Regions from separate parts of the Gossypium hirsutum genome. Here region 1 is linked to region 2. Evidence: chromatin contacts called from public Hi-C data. All regions are on one chromosome and are shown on one strand. Each heading gives the region's core, a stretch centred on a gene start, on an enhancer-like site or on the middle of the called end of the contact. The rest is flanking DNA. Distances are from core to core; before and after follow the strand shown. Region 1 holds the start of LOC107954688 (U-box domain-containing protein 9). Region 2 holds the start of LOC107933949.

Region 1 (2,700 bases), core at 90-2,589, 300 kb before region 2:
CTCCACTGCGATATCATATCCCTGATTAGATTATTCGGAGTTAGAATCGTGTGTGAAAGAACCTGTTCGGTCTGAGGGCAAGTCCTATTCCCCGCATTCAGCCATTTCTGTATAAAGGGTCTGTCGTATGTCTGCACATCAGAAAATGAAACCAAATCAGGTATCAAGACAGACAAAACAGACAGAATTCATCAAAGCTTAATGCAAACTACAACAATAGATCCAAAGGCAGGAACTCGACTCCATGGACATCAAATTAAAATAAAAAAACTAGTAAAAACAATCATCTTAGAAGGATTTTGCGATTCATCCATTTCCTTTCCCAAATAATTCGATTCTCTAACACCCATAATGCTATTAATATACAAAGAAAAACAAACCAAATCATATCGCATCAAAGAATTGTAATCTTTAAATAGCTGAGAGACTAGAATAAATACTCACACTGTACTTTGTAATCTTTAGTCTCAACTAATTACATCAAAATCACTCTTAAATGATGATAATTTTCTTACTAAAACAGAAATGCAGAAAAGGAAATTCACTTTAAATGATATAATCTGAGGACAAAACAAATATACAATTATAAAATAAATAAAATAAATCTCACCTAAATTATCTCAATTTGTGTTCCTTTCGATCTTCAATAACAATTCAAAATTTTCATAAATATTTAAAAAAAAATAACAACAACAACAAGAACAAAGGTGTGTACCTGGCCAGAAGCTAAAATGACAGGATCTCTCATAAGCTCTTTAGAAAGAGGACATTTAAACTCCTCAGGACAGGACAGCGCTTCGTGTAACTTCAGGGACGAGGTCGTAGTGGTGGTGGGCACCGTCGATCTTTTATTGAACTTAAGTTCTCTCAAAGCGCAAAGAGCATCTTTAGCTTGATCAACGGTGTGGATGGTGTAATCCTCATCGTCGACGATAGTCTTAACCAGCCTCTGCAATTCTTTCTTCAATTCCACCGCTCTCGCTCTAACCGTTGGATCAGAACTCAACAACCCCGTTTTCGCCATCTGATTCTCCCCCAGCCCCGCCACCCCCAACCCCAAAAAAAAAACCAAAATCAGAAAGCCGTTAATTATTAACAAAAAGAAAAAACCAGACAATGAGAACACTCTGTTTCATTTGTTTTCTTAACTCAATTCCAAACTAATTTCCAGTTTAATTTTGGGGGTGAACTGAGAGAAGACGAAGAACAAGCAAAGACAAAGTTCAAACTTGTCACTTATTACTTTTTCTCTCTCTCTCTCTCTCTCTATTTATTTGTTTTCTTTTTTTAATATTGTGGGAAATCTGTTTGTTTCTTTCCAAACACGCCGCTTAATGAGTTTCAGGTCATCTTACCGTTCTGTCATATTTAAAGGATCATTGTTTTCAATCCAAGGCCTAGATTTGACCACGTCACTGTTTTCTTTCCATATACACACAAAAGAACGACATAATAAATAAAGAAATATAGAGAGTTAAAAGAATTTTCTTTTTGTGGCCAAATAAAGAAATGGGAGAGACAAGGAGAGCTGAAATAAAGCTAATTTTTTATAATTTTTATTTTCGGTATCAAAAATTAAAAATTTTCTAATTGCCACTTCTGTTAACAACTATTTTTATTTTATTCCCTCAATTTTAATAAGTTTTTTATCTTGGTCACTCCATTAATTTATTATTATTGTATACTCATTTTTGTATCTAACTTTAATAAGTTTTTATTTTGATCACTCATTTACTTTTTAAAATTAATTTGATTTTTTTTTGGTGAAAAATGATAAACAGAAATACAACTTAACAACTACTAAAAGACTCTAAAAGCTTTGTCTTGTTGGATAGCCGTAACTACCAAATCAGGAGGTATTTTAAAGATATGAAGGGAAGCCTACCAAAAGAGACTAATCTTTGTCAATTGATCTGTAATTAAATTACACTCCCTAGGAACATATTTAATTTCCCACTGACCTTTAGAGCGCAAAAACCGTTTAACTCTTCTGAGCAAGGTAATACCGGAGTCCACTAACTCCTCCATGGACAAGGCCCTAACCACCTCAAAGTTATCTGTCTAAATCCTGACTTTCTTATAGCCCTTATGTAATAAAATGAGAATTCCATCAAGAATACCCCAAATTTCTGCTCCAAAGGCGAACATCTGCCCAAATAATGATTGAAGCCCAAAATCCAATTGCCAACCTGATCACGAACCACCCCACCTGCGGAAGCATTTCCGGAAGCTTTAGCCACTGCTCCATCAGAAAATAAATAGACTTAATTGTCTTCATAATGAGAATGAAATTCCGAATTTGGTGAGTTAGGCTTGACCCCATTTAGAAAATAGTTAAACTGTTGGGCCCAACTGAGAGAGACTTTTACAATTTCATAAGCCGTTTAATTGAAGTTTTGGAAGATGAAAAGATTTTTGTTCTTCCAAATTCTCCAAGCAATTACTTTTCAAGCCGTCAAATTAATTTGATTATACTTCGTAACAAATTACTTAGGTTTTTACATGAAATTGAGTAATTCAAATTTGAAGGGATTTTTTTTTTGTAATTCAATTCTCTATAATAATAAAAAACTAGGTTTTTCCCTAAAAAGAACTCAAGATTTTCCTTTTTTACTAGAAAAACCTAAATTTTAATTTTAAAGATGAAAAAAATAAAGACAATTAAAAATATAAAATGATTTTTTCTTTAAAAATTTTAAT
Region 2 (2,700 bases), core at 165-2,664:
ACACCGGATATTTTTTTACAAAATTGTCTTATATCATCCTGTTATAGGTATAAGTCAGCTCATTCCACTTTTGAGAAGTTCCCTAAAATTTTTCATTTTATTCAATTTAGTCCCTAAAACCTAAATAGTCATATTTTCAAATCTAAGCTTCGTTTTTCAATTAAAATTAAATTTCATCCTTCCATAACATTCAAATATTCTTAAATAAAAAAATTTCGTGCTAATTTTGAAATAATTACACTTTAGTCCCTATACTCGTAACTAACAAATTATACTTTACAAATTAGTCCCTATTCATCTCTAAGAAATTTTCCAGCGCGTAGATCTCAAAAAGTTATTCGAAATCAAAAAAAATTTTGTCTCAATCGGACAACTGAGCCAAAAGTTATGGCCTTTCAAAGTTTTCCAAGCTAAAAACACACTGTTCATGCCACGTCAGCAAATCGCGTCCTAGAGGGCGCGATTTCCTTCCACGTCAACAAATCACGCTGACGTGGACCCGATTTCCTGCGCGTACCCTGACATCGCGCTGACGTGGACGCAATTTCGCGGAAAATGGCCCATTTCGGTAAATAATTAAAAAACCGGCCCATTTCGGTAAATTTTGAAAAAAAATGGCCTTTTTTGGTTATTTGCCCTTCATTGTACTCTGAACAACTATTTGTCCATATTATTTCTTGATGTAAAACAAAGTTTTATACTTTATTTCTAAAATATTTGTATATTTTCCAATTTTATTAAAATTTACATATTTTTTAATTTGAAAATAATAATATGAAAACATGATATTTTAAGTAAATAAATAAAATTGTTAAAAAAACACATCTAGAATGAATCTCAACATATTGTTGTCTAGGTTCATGAGAAAATTTTTAATACTTTTTATTAATTCATTTTTTATATTTTTATTTCAAAATAATAATATAAAAGTGAAATTTTATAAAAGAAAGTAAAATATATCAAACTAATAATAAATATATAATAAATATGGACAAATAATTGTTAAATTTAGATGAATCTAAACAATAATAATGTATACTTTTTATTATTAATTTATATATTTTTAAATTTTTTATTATTTTTATTTATGTTCATCATGTATCATAATGTGAGGCTAACATCAATTACGTGTGATTGTTGTCAATGCCACATTATCATTTTCTAATGACGTTAAGGCAGAGATATTAAAATGTAATCGATTCTAAATTTAAATATTTAATTAGATAAAAAAAATTAAATACCAACTAAATATTAATAAATAAATTGAAAAGGAAAGTACATATTAACTATGTATAATAACATTAGTGCGATTTAAAATAATACTGATTCATATATAATTGGATTTGAAAGACAATCACAAGAATATAAAATAAAAAATATATAGTACTGAATTAACTGATAGGGTATTAATTAAAAATTCAAATGAAAGTTGCTTTTCATATATAAAAGAATTAATATTAAGGCTCGGTTATCCATTTAAACTCGAATATCAAAAGGCACAATCTGATATGATGCAAACACAGCAATTTATTGGAATATTCGACTTAAAATTCCCCCGTAAATATAATTTATTCACTTTCTTACCAGAAAAAAAAAAATCAAGCTGGGTTTCCCTTTTTTATGTCCCTCACATATCCCTATGTTCTTTCCCGTCTCTCCTATTTAAATCAAAACTAGTCAACACCAATACCCCTTAAAACACAAACCCGAGTTTGTCGTATAGAAATTCTTTAATGGCTCGTTCTGATAAAAGAGTTAAACGAGTTACTGACCCGCTCGACGACCGAGTCAAGGCTCGTCTCGTCGGCGTCAGTTACGACAGTAGCGGAAGCGAACATTCTGCCGCCGTTGTCGTTGAAGATGATGATTCGCCTTGCCTCTCGGAGCTTGTTCACAGTTTTCTGGAAGACGACCACGATGCAGCTGAACAAACGAGTTACAACTCTGACTCAGATCGAGTCGACTCAAACCTTGACTTTACCGATTCGCTTGAGATCATCATCAAGTCAACCTCTCTTAACAACACGGATTCTTACAGGAATCTGCTTATGGCTCACGTTCTGAGAGCAATGGAGATGCTTTCTTTTTTCAAAACAGATAAAGCAATTTTCAGGCGTAAAGTAATGGCTTATCTTCGCGAGGTAGGCCACAATGCGGCGATATGCAAGACCAAATGGAGCTCCTCTGGAGGCCTAATTGCCGGAAACTACGAGTTCATAGACGTGGTGCAATCCGCAGCACGCACGGGCCAAAACCGGTACCTCATTGATCTCGATTTCGCTTCCGAGTTCGAGATCGCCAGGCCGACGACCGAGTACTCGAGGCTGTTACAACATTTGCCTAGGGTTTTCGTGGGAAGAAACGAGGAATTGAAAATGATCGTCAAGGTCATGAGCGATTCGGTAAAAAGATCGTTGAAGAGCAAAGAACTAACCCTCCCTCCATGGAGGAAAAACCGTTACATGCAAAACAAATGGTTCGGTTCGTACCGTCGAACGACGAACCAAATCCCGGCGAGCTCCAGCTCATTGACCCCCTCGGCGGTACATCCCGTCAACATCGTGCAGTGCCGTCACGTTGGGTTCGACGTAACAGTGAACGGCCGTTTGTTTGTCCGTACGAGATAATAATTTTGATTTTGACAGACGACGATAAACGAAAACAGGAATAGATAATAATGCGAGGAATATTTGTAATCTT

What was found. A called contact is a pair of places that touch in the nucleus more often than the background predicts.
Region 1: a contact with region 2 is called in a Hi-C map of leaf, with 1.8 times the contacts expected there. The contact joins the promoter of LOC107954688 here to the promoter of LOC107933949 in region 2. A contact is called at or near these places in 3 of 34 Hi-C or Micro-C datasets (leaf and petal).

What each region holds. Positions count from the first base shown.
Region 1 is chrD07:32,641,350-32,644,049 of Gossypium_hirsutum_v2.1, reverse strand. LOC107954688 (U-box domain-containing protein 9) reads right to left here and starts at 1,339. Exons shown (of 2, transcript XM_016890319.2): 1 at 716-1,339; 2 at 1-131. The coding sequence starts at 1,024.
Region 2 is chrD07:32,339,910-32,342,609 of Gossypium_hirsutum_v2.1, reverse strand. LOC107933949 reads left to right here and starts at 1,414. Exons shown (of 1, transcript XM_016866270.2): 1 at 1,414-2,700. The coding sequence starts at 1,734. The coding sequence ends at 2,627.